Linked DNA regions of Mus musculus: all the other regions are linked to region 2. Evidence: chromatin contacts called from public HiChIP or PLAC-seq data. All regions are on one chromosome and are shown on one strand. The core of a region is the stretch at or near the end of the contact, and the rest is flanking DNA. Distances in the headings are between cores, read along the strand shown.

Region 1 (4,303 bases), core at 1,732-4,231, 160 kb after region 2:
CCAACTTTTATATTCATATCCTTTCATGACCTAAAAATATCATTAATGAATATTTAATACTCTCCATAGCTAAGGGTCCTGTATCTAATGTTCCGTACTAAATTGTTTCAAACCATACAGAATATTCTTTGGGGGTTAAGCATAGTAAAAGAGTATAAAATATTAAAAATGAATCATTAAGAAATATATTCAAGGGCTGGTGAGATGGCTCAGTGGGTAAGAGCACCCGACTGCTCTTCCGAAGGTTTGAAGTTCAAATCCCAGCAACCACATGGTGGCTCACAACCATCTGTAACAAGATCTGACTCCCTCTTCTGGAGTGTCTGAAGACAGCTACAGTGTACTTACATATAATAAATAAATGAATCTTTAAAAAAGAAAAAAGAAATATATTCAAAAGCCCATTCTGCCTTTATATGTTACTTGACCTTTTTCCCTTACTGTTTTTAATATTCTTTCTTTGCTTAGTGCATTTGGTGTTTTGATTATTATGTGATGGTAGGAATTTCTTTTCCGGTCTAGTCTATTTGGAGTTCTGTAGGCTTCTTGTATGTTCATGGGCATCTCTTTCTTTAGGTTAGGGAAGTTTTCTTCTATAATTTTGTTGAAAATATTTACTGGCCCTTTAAGTTGGGAATCTTAACTCTCTTCTATACCTATTATCCTTAGGTTTGGTCTTCTCATTGCAGCCTGGATTTTTTGAATGATTTGGGTTAGGAGCTGTTTGCTTTTTGAGTTTTCTTTGAGTGTTGTGTTAGTGTTTTCTATGGTATCTTCTGCACCTGAGAGTCTCTGTTCTATCTCTCTCGTATTCTGTTGGTGATGCTTGCATCTATGACTCCTGACCTCTTTCCTAGCTTCTCTATCTCCAGAGTTGTCACCCTTTATGATTTCTTTATTGTTTTTACTTCCAATTTTAGATCCTGCACGGTTTTGTTCATTTCCTTTGCTTGTTTGATTGTGTTTTCCTATAATTCTTTAAGGGATTTTTGTGTTGCCTCTTTAATGGCTTCAAAGTCCTCTATCACCATCATGAGAAGTGATTTTAGATCTGAATCTTGCTTTTCCAGTGTGTTGGGGTATCCAAGACTTGCTATGGTGGGAGAATTGGGTTCTGATGATGCCACGTAACCTTGGTTTCTGTTGCTTATGTTCTTACACTTGCCTCTTGCCATCTGATTATCTCTAGTGCTACCTGCCCTCACTATATCTGATGAGCCTGTCCTTTGTGTGATCCTCGTTGTGTCAGAACTCAAGAGTTCAGCTGTCTCAGTGATCCTGTGATCCTGAGATCCTGGGTGTGTCCGAGACCCTGGGAATCAAGCTGCCTTTGGGACCCTGAGATCCTGGTGTGACCAAGCTCCTGGGATCCTGGGATCCTGTGGTCCTGGGTGTGTTATAGCTCCTGAGAGTAGAACTCCCTTTGGGTGTTGTGGGACCAGCTGCAGAGATGGCTCAGCAGTTAAGAGCTGCATGTTCTTCCAGAGGTCCTGAGTTCAATTCCCAGCAACCACATGGTGGCTCACAACCATCTGTATTGGGATCTGATTCCCTCTTCTGGTGTGTCTGAAGACAGCTACAGTGTACTCCTATACATAAAATAATTCTTTTATTTAAAAAAAAAAAAAAGAGGTGTGCAGTTTGACCCAGGTGGTGGTGGCCCACACCTTTCATCCCAGCATTCAAGAGACAGAAGGATCTCTGAGTTCAGGGACAGCCAGGGCTACATAGAGACACCCTGTCTTGAAAAAAAACATAACAAAATGATGTGCAGTTTGCTTCTGATGTATTTAAGATTCAGGCGGCTACTGCCACTATCAACTTTAGAGTATTTTTTATCGCCCCATAAAGGAGCGCTGCCTCCATTAACTGTCACTCTCTATGTCCCCCAGCTCCTTCAGTCCTGGACAACCACTCACTGCTTTCTGTCGCTGTGGATTTGTCTGTTGAGATCACTTCAGGTCGATTTGCTTGTACAATAATCAGCTGTTTGAACTAGTTTCTTTCACTGAGAATACTGTCTTCTATTCATGCGTACATAATAAATGTTGTCTTAACAGAGCACCTTCCCTAAAACAGCTCTGATAAGGAGTGACTCCCAAGGTCACCCCAGAGGGTCCCCAAGGTTCTCCTGTGAATCTGTTCTGAGCACATTCTTTTATGTTTTCAGCCTTTGCTTAGTCTCTCTTTGTCTACCGTCCTTTGTTAACACTTCGGCTTCTCTGTCCTGCCCAGAGCATTGCCACTGAAATTTAAAAGTTGGTCTTTTTTTTTTTTTAAGATTTGTGTGAGCATGGGTGTACACGTGTACACAAGTGCCCTGTGCACCGGTGGAAGTCATCGAACAACTTGCAGAAGTCAGTTCTCCTACTGCATGGATCTTGGGGATCAGACTCAGGCTGTCAGGCGCCCTGCAAGCTATGCCATCAGCCGAGTGGGACATGGAACTTTTTAAGTTTATAGTTATTATTTTCATTTTATTAGGTATTAATTGTTGGTTAACTATCTGACATTAATTGTTGATATCAAATTTTTGGGCTCATTGATTTCTTTTTTGTTTGCTAAACAGAGTTACTCTGTATAGCCCTGGCTGTCCTGGAACTCATGCTGTAGACCAGGCTGGCCTGGAACTCAGAGATCCACTGCACAGTTGCTCGCTGATTTCTTTCTTACATGCTAGGCAAAATTTGTGTTTATGAATTAGCAAATTTAATCTTCATAGTTCTTTAAAGTGTGGTATCATCTACAAATTAATAAACACACCTGTTTCTTATGTATAATCATTTAAACTTGGGGTAGGTAGAATAGAGGCTGGAATCTTACTCCCAGAATATCTGATGGATCAGTCATTGTGTCCTGCCTCTGTCCTATCTCAGATGGTGAGGCATCCTGAGGTGGGAGGATAACAAGGAGGTTGAGGCCCACAAAGCATGCCCTTCCCCCTTCCATCAGGCTCTGCTGAGGAAGGAGCCTGAGTCAGCAGTTCTTGTTACTGTAGCTTCCTCAGTCCCTCCCTCAGCCTAGCATGCTGCCTCCCATGATGCAGTGTGGCTAGGCTGCCATTTTCTCTGGGAGGATCCCTGTTATTTCCCTGACTTGACTGTAGGTTTTGTAGACAGCTGCTAATGTCTCCTGCTGCCCTGTTTCTTTGTTACCCTGCATGATCCTGATTCAGTGTTCTTGGGCTGTGGATCAGTTAACCAAACACTTTAGGAACATAAATGACTGTGTCGTTCTGGTCGGCCTCAGCTTCTGCCTCCCAGACACTGAGAGCTGCTGCTGTTCTAACCAGGTAGAGGTCTGTATGTGTGGGTGCAGTTAGTTACCTGCTGGTTGCCAATTTAGGGACTGTGAGGCAGCTCCACTGCTAAGGCTCAGCACGAGTAGTGTAGCTGGAGAGCACGGCTCACACAGGCTTTCTCCTTCTTACCAGAGGAACGTTTCTTCAGCTCAGCCCTGGCAAAGCGTGCAGACTGAAGAGCAGCCATCCGACTTTCCATACTCTGAGCCTTGCATGTGTTACTGTGTGAGCACTTTGGGTTGTGTTTGTATGTTTGTTGTTGTTGTTCCTCATAATTCTATTGTTATGTACAGAACATTGAGTATAATTATTTACACAACATTAAAATTGCTTGTTGTCAGCCACTGCAGGTAAGGTTGGCGGCAGCTGTTCTCCATTGACTGCTATAGAGTTTAAAGCAAGTTCGCAGGTGTGTCTCCTTATTAACATAACAGTTCTTCACTAGTGTGTGTCTAACTAACACAGGCAGACCTTTTTCTGGAGCAGATTGGCAGTTATGAGTGGTTTTCCCTGTGCTACACCAGGTAGATACACCTGTGGTCTTCCTGTTACTCTGGGTCCTTTTGCCCAGGTTTGGATTTCATTGTTTGGCTTGTTTCAAAACTGTGAGAGTGCTGTGCTGTTTGCTTGTTGATGTTTGTTAAGGACAGGCAGGGTTGGTCACAGGACACTAATCAGATTCTCAAAGCCAACTCCAGAGTTGCTCCACATTCTTAGGTTGGTGTTGATTTTGTTGCTGTTTCTATTAGGTCTTCTCTCCTCTGCTTCCATGCTTCTTCGCCTTACCCACCCTTAGCTTCAAGACACAGGTCTAGAAAAAGGAGGGCTATGCTTGCTGCATCACTGCAAATGAACCCCCTGTGCCCATCACGAGCACTGCATTGTCTGCCTACAGTGGCTCCAGGCTGAGCATTGTAGGTCTGGGACTGCAGCATTGACTTCTTCCTGGATTGTGTTAAACCCCAGCTGTTGCTTCATGCCACAGGAAGGCCACTAAGTGAT
Region 2 (4,951 bases), core at 1,774-4,273:
TTTTTTTTTTTGGTTTTTTTGAGACAGGATTTCTCTGTGTAGCCTGGCTGGCTTCAAACTCAGAAATCCACCTGCCTCTGCCTCCCAAATGCTGGGGTTAAAGGTGTACATCACCACTGCCCAGCTTTCCTTCCTTCTTTCTTTCCTTCCTTCCTTCCTTCCTTCCTTCCTTCCTTCCTTCCTTCCTTCCTTCCTTAGATTTATTTGTTTGTTTTATGTAGGTGAGTACATTGTTGCTGTCTTCAGACACACCAGAAGAGGGCATCAGATCCCATTACAGATGGTTGTGGGCCACCATGTGGTTGCTGGGAATTGAACTCAGGACCTCTGGTAGAGCAGTCAGTGCTCTTAACCTCTAAGCCATCTCTCTACCTCCCAAGGCAACTCTTACAAGGACATTTAATTGGGGCTGGCTTACAGGTTCAGAGGTTAAGCCCATTATCATCAAGGTGGGAGCATGGCAGCATCAAGGCAGGCATGGTGCAGGTAAGAGCTGAGAGTTCTGCATCTTCATCTGAAGGCTGCTAGCAGAAGACTGGCTTCCAGGCAGCTAGGACTAGTGTGTTAAAGCCCACACCCACAGTGACACACCTACTCCAAGAAGGCTGCACCTCTTGCTGGCCCAAGCATATACAAGCCATCATTCATGTATATGTGTGTGTGTGTGTGTGTGTGTGTGTAATTTCTCATTTATGCCAACTAAAGCTATAGTGACTGATTACTGATTTTGGTTGTTAATAATTAGGTTTTTATTTTTCAGGGGCAGGAAGGGAGAGATCTTTACCATCGTAGACTATTGGCTGGGTTGGCTGGCTCGTGGCCTTAGGTATCTGCCTTCCTCTGTCTCCTTCTGGTGCTGGATGCGTGCATGCACATGTGCACATGCATGATTGGCACTTGTGGGAGCTGTGGGACTGAACTCCGGTCCTCATGCTTGTGTATTGGGCTCTTAACCGACTGACCGATTCATAGCCTGCGCCTCTCAGGAAAGTTGTCTCAATGCAGCTTTTGTTTTTCTTAAAAAACGGTTTTGTTGTACGTGTTCCACCTGGTTCTCTGACTCTAACCTGGGGATCACATCCCAGGCCTCCTGCACATAAGCCGGTATATACCAGTTAACTATATATAACTCACCCTGCCTGTGGTTTATTTATTTTTTTATACTATTTTATATTATTTTTTACTACTTTTTTAGTAGGTAATTTCTTAATTTTGTTATTTTAAAATTTCATGAATGTGCATAGACTTAAGAATCCAGACTAAGGCCAGGTATGGTGGCACACGCCTTTAATTCCAGCACTTGAGAGGCAGAGGCAGGCAGATTTCTGAGTTTGAGGCCAGCCTGGTGTACAGAGTGAGTTCCAGGACAGCCGGGGCTACACAGAGAAACCCTGTCACGAAAAACCAAGAAAAAAAAAAAAGAATCCAGACTAAGAATCAAGCCATGGTTCAGTGGTTACGAATTAAACTTAAGGCATTGCTCAATGTCTTCCAGTTTCAGTAAGATGTAGCAGGGTGAACGCTGAACTACAAGCCTGTTAGGATGCCTTGTTTCAAGTGATGCCTTTGGTCAGATTGTGTGTTGAGTACTGCAAAGGTGATGCTGAGAGGCTGCCTGTTACCCATGCATGCTCATTACGGTAGCTTAGCTCCCAGGGAGAGCTATCCTAAAGGTAAACTGTAAAACACTGCATATGCCAGTCTCCTCTGGGGGAGGATCAGGAGCTGGCTTCCGGCCTTTCCTGACCACACAGGGAGAGAGACAGATAGAGAGTTCTAGACTAACTTGAGATGCATTGAAACCTTGTCTATAAGCAAACTAATACTTACATTGATTACTAAAAATGTGTATTATTTATGCGTATGGATGGATGCAATGCATGTCTGTGTCTTCAGTTTATGTATATCACATGTGTGCAGGAGCCTGAAGAGTCCAGAAGAGGTCATCCATCAGACTGTGAGCCTTTCTGTGAGTGCTGGTCCTCAGCAAGAGCAGTGAGCTCTCTAAGCCTTTATAATGGTTAAAGTCAGGTAATAAAAACGTGTATCTCTCCGTTCTTAACCTCACCGCTAATTGCTTTTAAAAGCCATAGTATTTGTTACTGTGATTTTTCTTTAGCTTTTATCATAAAAGACAACTATTTAATGTTGAAGACTAGCTTTCAATATTTATGATTCAGTTTTTATAATACTTTTTTTTTTTCCTGAATGGTGTGCTTTTCTAGTTGTTTGGGAATTATTTTAACTCTTCTCTAAGTATATTAGTCCTTGGCTGGAAAACAATAAATAGAAATATTTGCTATTATTTTATTGTAGGTTGGGCCCATGAGGCCATATGCTGATAAATATTCCTCAGTGTGTAGCACCACATTTCTCGTTTTGTTTTGCTTGTTTTCTCTCTCACCTTTCCTGGCTGGGAACTCACTATGTAGACCAGGCTTTTCTCAAACTCACTGAGATCCTCCCTCCTCCTTCCTCCCTCCTGCCCCCACCCCCACCCCACCCCCAAAACAAAACAAAACAAAAGCCTATCACAGGACTCATGTGATACTTGTTAGGTCTACAGTAAATGATAACAGAGAGAGGTCGGCTTCTACCATCTGCCCATTTGTTCCGTGTCTCCTATAATTGGCATGTCAGGAAAATCTCATGATAAGGGCCTGCCCTGGCCTGGAGAGACTATAAAGGGGGCCTTGGGCAGTCATTTCCTTCCAGGACTTAGGACACGATTTGCATTGCAATCCTTTAGATACACACACCCAGTCTGTGATGGCTTTCATGTTTTTTTCATAGTGGTCAGCTTACTCTGAAGATTGGAGGGAATGATCAGTGTTTGGTTTTGTTGTTAGGATTAATGAAATGGCGTAAACACAAGAAGTTAGCCTGAGTCTTCCTTTGTATGGAACTGAATTTCCTGTGATTTAAATATTTGTCTTTTCTGGTCAGTTAAAGATTAAACTCCCAGAATGGGTGTTGAACATTTGTCTTCATGAGAGCCTCACCTCTCGGCTTCTCTAAAGGCGTGTTTTAGCCAAGCAGTCCTCCTACCCCGGCTTTGGACTTTGTTTTAATCAGTGTATCCTGGCATGCTTCAGTACGTGGTTTGAATTAGGCTAGTCAGACATTTCCTGTAGGGAAGTAATTGTTCTTTATGCAGGGAATTACTCACTCAGTGATCCTCCCTGTGATGTTGAACCTTGTAAATAGTACTCATTTAATTTTTTTGAAAAGTTTAATAAGTATTTTTCCTGAGAAAGATGGTGATTTTATTTTAAAAGAGTTTAGTTTGTTAGACACATAGTACTAGAAAAACCTCAAATCAGGATAACAACAAAAAGGCAAAAGCAGTGTTTCAAGTTTGTATATGTTACTTTAATTTCACAAATAACTAGTTTAATATTTTCAGTTCTTGGTATAATGATCCTGGTTTTGTATTATCTTATTCTTCAGTAAACTTTGCTGGACCCCCACTGAGACACCCAAGGGCTTTTCTAAACCTCCCATCCAGCATCATGATCTGTGCCCTGAGTGTGTCCCCAGCCTCTCCTCTGTGCTGCCTCTTGTCTGTCATTATACATTGACCGAGCGAGAGCGAGTTGTCAGAGTGAATAAGCAGGGCAGTTAGGAGTCTACCTAGAGGCCTCACTTAGGACTTTGTTTGCTCTCCTTGGGGGCGATGCTCACTTTTGGAATCTGTGCTTCCTGCCTGACCTTTGGTTCCATTTACTTCTCCCTTCTTGTAAGTAGATAAGGTGATGACGCCCTAAGTTGTGTTTCTTCCCTAGAATATGTTTTAGTCATGTTGATACTTTTTAGGATTTCCTCAAGGTAATACTTTTAAATACTTAGTAAGAAGTTATTGCTTGTTTAATTTATGTGAAATATGTTTGGGGCTCATTACTATAAAACATAAAGAAAAGTTAATTGTGCCTCGCCTTAATGTTGTACTTACATAGTTATAATTTGATACCATTTCTAATTATGTTCTGAGAGGATGGACCTGAGCTTGATGATGCATGTCTTTAAGCCCAGCTCTTAGGAGACAAAGGCAAGGTGACTGTTTTACATCCTGTTGAATCTAACCAGGGCTACACAGAAAGACCGTGTTTCAAAAACAAGAGAGAAAATCTGTTGTCTTGATTGCAGTAATGTTTACCTAACTTTATATTTAATCATAAGCTTATTTACTGAAGGCAAAATTAAATATTAAAATGATGACATCAAAGTACATAAACTTTAACTCCTTTTTGTGGCAGGTGTGTTCATGGTTTTCTGTGGGCATACTTATTACCAGTGTGCTTGATTTAATGCTTTATATTTCTGCTCTTCAACACCTTTACCTAGCAAGGAGCACGTGTGAGAAAGTCACGATATGATAAGTGAATGCACAGCACAGGTCACCAGGAAGGCTCTTTGAGAATTAGGATGCTTTAGGCCTGACCTTTCTATGCCTTTAAGGCTTTGTAGCAATGGCATAGGTGAGAGTTACTATCAGAATAGAGTAATGTGAGCCATCCAAAAGAAGCAGTTTTATTTAATATGTTTATTATTACTTATTTTTTAAAGATAGTGTCATGTGTTTCTAGGTGGTTCTGTAGCACTTGATACATAGAAACAAACAAGGCAGTTAATTTTACATGTACTTTAGAATGTAAATAATAGTTTTTTTTGCTTGTTTGTTTATCTATCTATCTATGCATGTTTTTCAAGACAAGAGTTTCTCTGTGTAACCCTGGCTGTCCTAGAACTCACTCTGTAGACTAGGCTGGACTCAAACTTAGAGATCTGCCTGCTTCTGCCTCCTGAGTGCTGGGATTAAAGGCCCTCCATGCCTGGTTCTTTATTAGAAGCAGAGGCTCACTGTATAGTCTTGACTTCCCTGGGACTTATTATTGTAGACCAGGCTGGCTTTGAACTAATAGAGACCCACCTGCCTCTGACTCATAAATAC
Region 3 (4,532 bases), core at 459-2,958, 230 kb after region 2:
TGCATGCCTGACTCTTTAGTGCAGAGGTCTCTATTGTAGACAGACTCCGTACCATTGTCAGTAGCCATAATTTTAGGGATATAATTAAAGTTACCAAGTGGAACAGTAGAGATAAAGGCATGTGGTTTGTTGATAGGAAAGTCAAATGTTACATCCTGGGCTAATTATTAGACAATTAATTGTCTTAAGCATGATGGCTGAGACAGGAAAAGGGTTTTGTGTATCTTGTTAGATCTGGTTAGTATGGGTGAGCGCTAAGTAGAAATTAGAGTTTTTGCTTTTTTTTTTTTTTGTGTGTGTGTGTGTGTTCTGCTTGCATATAAGTCTGTACTATATGCATGCAGTGCCCATGGAGGCCAGAAGACAGTATCAGATCTCCTAGATAGAAAATTGTGAGATGCTAAGTGGTGTGTGTGGATGCTGGGACCTGAACTTAGGTTTTCTGGAAGAAAAGCCTGTGCTCTTAAATACTGAGCCATCTCTTTGATCCTTAAAAAGATAATTTAAAAGAATTATTATTCCAGCCTCTGGGGAGACCGGAAGTTGCAGGGTCTGAAGTTAGGGAACTCTGAAGAACCACTCTCTTTAGAAAGGAGATGGTCTAAAGGTACAGCTTAGTGGTAGAGCACATGCTTAGCATGTGAAGGCCCTAAACTCAGCTGCAGCACAAAGAGCAAATGTGTGAAATGGAAGGGAGTCCGGCCCTGTGTTGGAACTCAGGCTGCCCTAAAGCCAGCCTCCTAGCCCTGACCTCTGTCCCCTGCACCAAACCATTCTAACTGTGGTCAAGGAAACCAGGAATAACTCTTGACTTTTCTATTACATTTTGTTGGGTTTTATATCTTACAAAATTGTATATGGGTATTATGCCTTTTTTTTTTAACTTTAAAAAAATATGACATTCTGTAAGACAACGTGTGGTTTTAGGTTGTTTATTTAAGAGATGAGTTAGCATATTCTTCTTACTACCCATTCATTTTGTAACTATTTACTAAATAGCTACAGCATTACATAATTGTAATGCAGTGGTAGTAGGTGTGGCTATGCTCAGTGCTTCAAAAAACCAGGAAGTGCAGGGGAGGAAATGGTAGTTTGTCTTTGGTTTTATGGGGTTTTGGTAGGTTTTTTTTGTTTTGTTTTGTTTTTTGTTTGTTTGTTACTGGTTTGTTTTTTTGTTTTGTTTTTTGTTTTTTGAATAAAGCCCGTGTTCTCTAGTTACAGATGTCAGGTCTGTGACAGAGACAGTGTAAGTGACAGTGTGTGAAGCCAGGCCCTACTGGGCAGATTAGGAACCCTGCTCAGGTTCCACTCACATACTCCATGTAGCCTTGAACTCCAGATTTTATTATCTGCACCCACCAGGGACTGGGATTTGAAGCATGTGCCTGACATGACAGGACACTGGGAATTTCAAACAGAAAATGTAAGGGACACAGTATGGAAACTGTAATAGGCTGGGTTATAATGCCCGAGAGCAGTGGCTCTCAGCCTTCCTACTGCCCTTTGATACAGTTCCTCATTTTGTGATGACCCCTCCCCCACCATAAAATTATTTTTGTTTCTGTTTTGGAATTATAATTTTGCTACTGCTATATGTCATAATGTAAATATCTGTGGTTGAGAAAGAGTCATTCGACCTCCAGAGGGGTCACAACCCACAGGTTGAGAGCAGCAGCTCTAGAGTATCCCACATGACCACAAGAAATACTCATAGTTTGCCAATAGAAGTGTGTGTGCGTGTGTGTATGTGTAACTTTGGTGGTGGCTCACCCCTTTAATCCTGACACTTGGGAGGCAGAGGCAGGCGGATTTCTGAGTTCTAGGCCAGCCTGGTCTATAAAGTGAGTTCCAAGACAGCCAGGGCTATACAGAGAAACCCTGTCTCCAAAAAAAAAAAAAAAAGTAAAAAATAAAAATAAAAGGAAAGAAAAGAAAAGAAAAGTAGTTACAGGATGTTGCAAGTCCCCCAACATCAGTGTCCAGTCAACATCAGTGATAGTTCTTCACCGAACTTGCCCCAGAAACCCCTAGTAGCCAGCTGTAGACTGGTAGCTGTGTTTCTTGTTTTTGTTCTTAATCCTACTAAAACTCTGTTAATGTACATATCCTTCCTTTTTCTTATTTTGTGTGTGTGTGTGTGTGTGTGTGTGTGTGTGTGTGTGTGTGTGTGTGTTGGCTAGAGTCAAGCCCAGTACTTACTTGGTGAAGTCTGTGCCACTGCACTATATCCATCAAGAATTGACCCTCAGTTCTTCTGCTGATGAAATCAGAATGGAAGCAGGGTGGGCGGGGCAGCAGAGAGGCTGCTGGTGTGCATGGGCCTGCTAGTTCCTAGTGAGATGCTGAGCTGGGAGCTGGGCGTTTAGACTGTGTCCTTCCCAGGCACCATCACTAGCCCTGAGCTTTTTTTTAAAAACAAGTCTCACTGTGTAGCCCCAGCTGTCCTAGAACTAGCTATATAGATCAGGGTGGCCTCGAATAATGGCCTTACTCTATGGCTGTATGCGGTGCCTGTGGTTTGAGGTGAGTAAGAACAGAGGAAGAAAGTATATTTAAAGTTCATACTTCCCAGGTGAACTTAGTTCTGAATTTCTGGTCCTTTTGTTTGTTTGGGGTTTTTGATTTGTTTTAACTTTTGAGACAATGTTTCTGTGTATAGTACTGGCTGTCAACCACACCAATAAAGAAAGGCATCAATGTTGACCTCCGCTGACTGTGCAAGCAAGGGCCTCAGAGAGAGTTTAGAAGAGCAAGAAAAGGCACAGCCAGGGAAGCCTAGTGTTCTGTTACCAGATCATGGAAGGAAATTCTGGCTCAAGGTAGTTTTTTAATAGGTTAATGAGTGTAAATGAAAAACTATCATTTGCAGCAGAAGGTGCTGGTCTGAGCTGTGTTGAGTCTTGTTTGTCCATACTGGCTGAGATTCTGGCCTATAGTGTTAGCATTAGTTGTATGATGTGCTGACGTTCTTCCTGTGTATGCAGAATGGGCCTCATTGCGTCCTGCTCACAGCAGAACTGTCTGAGGCTTTGGAGACCTGTGTTTCAGTTGTACAGCTCCAGGTGAGAAAGGCTAAACAGTAATGAATAATAGTTTTTCTTCAGTCGTTCCCCAGTGGTGTACCACCACAGACACATGCATAGGTAAACATACCGTTTAACCAATCTAGTGCCTCAGATGGGAAGCCAGCCTCTTCATCTCTGTGGAGGCAGCTGTGGATAACACCCAGTTCTATGCATGTGATGTGGGAGCAGAGGCGAATCTGACATCACTGTGATGCCCACTCATGGGTGGTGGAGGCATTAACACTGCCTGGAGCAGAAACATAACTACTGTGGGTGCTTCTGGTCACAGCACTACCTATGAACTCATTTCGATTGGTTTTTACAGATAGCTGTATGGTCGTTCCACAGCCTGGTGCAGGCTCTGCAAGATGTGATGCTCAATCTCTGCTTTGAGGTTCTGGTCTGTCTTTTTACTCATCCTGTGGGCAGGAGTGGCTCAATGGTTAAGAGTACTGGCTGTCCTACATTACACAGGTTCAATTTCCAGCACCTTATGGTGGCTCACAGCCTCCTGTAACTCCAGTTCCAGGAGATTGGGCACTCAAGTTGTGTGCAAACATTTGAGCAGGCAAAACACCCACGAGCGTTTAACATTTAGGGGTGGAAGGACAGGTCAGAAGATCTAACAGTGAGAGGTCAGAAGGAGGTCAGAAGACCTAACAGTGAGAATAGGGATACTCTGCTTCAGGAAAATGGGCTGAGGGCCAAAGTGTCTTTAAGCCTGGGGTCAGTTTAGGGCTGATGCTTTTTTTGTTTTTCTGGTTTGGTTGTTGGTTGGTTGGTTGGTTGGTTGGTTTTGTTTTGTTTTGAGACAGGGTCTCATGTAGCCTAGCAGTTAGTGATAATGTCCTTGAACTCCTGATCCTGCTATCTGCCTTCTGGGTGTAAAGAGATTGTAAAGGCATCATACCTGACTTCTGACTCTGGTTTTATTCATTCAGCTTAAGACCCAATAGCATGAAGCCCAGGCCTGTGTGGTTTCTCATAGGTTGATTTAAAAACAAAACAGACAAGAGCATCAAGCACAGTGACTTCCCACTACAGGCCTTTGCCTGTACATGACTCATCCTCCCTCACTCCACACCGAAGGTCTTTGGGATGAAGAACCTGTTTCCATTGCTTACAGTGACCCTAACAGAACTAAGTGGGTTGAGGGACTGACTCTTATCTACTGCATAGATAATCAACGCCCCATGAAAGCTTAGTAAGCTTCAGTTTTGGTTCTCCTAGGGAATTTTCCATCTACTTATGTTTACTTCAGGTTACTCTTAAGTTCTGATCTCCAAAACTTAACTAGACCATTTTTGCAATTGTTGGAGAATTTACCTTTGCTTTGTATAGTCCCTGTGTGGTATTCCTCCTGTTTGCCGGACTCACACTAGTGAATGTTTACTGACCACCTTTTTAAAAATTATGTGGATGTGTGCATGCCCCTGTCCATTTATGTGCACCTGTTCTTGCAAAATG

What was found. HiChIP or PLAC-seq counts read pairs in DNA pulled down with a chosen protein or histone mark.
Region 1: a contact with region 2 is called in an H3K27ac HiChIP or PLAC-seq map of embryonic stem cells, with 7 read pairs. The contact joins two enhancer-like sites. A contact is called at or near these places in 3 of 484 Hi-C or Micro-C datasets (embryonic stem cells, nephron progenitors and thymic regulatory T cells) and 7 of 115 datasets of contacts at active chromatin or transcription factors (a beta-TC-6 cell line, embryonic hindbrain, embryonic stem cells and 1 more).
Region 3: a FOXA1 HiChIP or PLAC-seq map of pancreatic cancer cells shows a contact between it and region 2. The contact joins two enhancer-like sites. A contact is called at or near these places in 3 of 484 Hi-C or Micro-C datasets (CD4 T cells, the G1E-ER4 cell line and rod photoreceptor), 11 of 115 datasets of contacts at active chromatin or transcription factors (bone marrow-derived macrophages, embryonic forebrain, embryonic stem cells and 6 more) and 1 of 9 other capture datasets (embryonic stem cells).

Annotation. Positions count from the first base shown.
Region 1 is chr4:150,520,555-150,524,857 of GRCm38.p6, forward strand. All of the region lies in intron 10 of Rere (arginine glutamic acid dipeptide (RE) repeats), which reads left to right. Among named protein-coding and RNA genes, the nearest start is that of Gm52709, 55 kb to the left of the region's middle. Within about 2 kb of position 2,982, at least 44 of the 459 cell types and tissues checked have an H3K27ac peak or open chromatin away from gene starts, as enhancers often do. A contact at or near this core is called in embryonic stem cells, where this site is marked.
Region 2 is chr4:150,359,443-150,364,393 of GRCm38.p6, forward strand. All of the region lies in intron 1 of Rere (arginine glutamic acid dipeptide (RE) repeats), which reads left to right. Among named protein-coding and RNA genes, the nearest start is that of Rere, 80 kb to the left of the region's middle. Within about 2 kb of position 3,024, at least 65 of the 459 cell types and tissues checked have an H3K27ac peak or open chromatin away from gene starts, as enhancers often do. A contact at or near this core is called in bone marrow-derived macrophages, embryonic stem cells and pancreatic cancer cells, where this site is marked.
Region 3 is chr4:150,592,978-150,597,509 of GRCm38.p6, forward strand. All of the region lies in intron 12 of Rere (arginine glutamic acid dipeptide (RE) repeats), which reads left to right. Among named protein-coding and RNA genes, the nearest start is that of Slc45a1, 57 kb to the right of the region's middle. Within about 2 kb of position 1,709, at least 75 of the 459 cell types and tissues checked have an H3K27ac peak or open chromatin away from gene starts, as enhancers often do. A contact at or near this core is called in bone marrow-derived macrophages and pancreatic cancer cells, where this site is marked.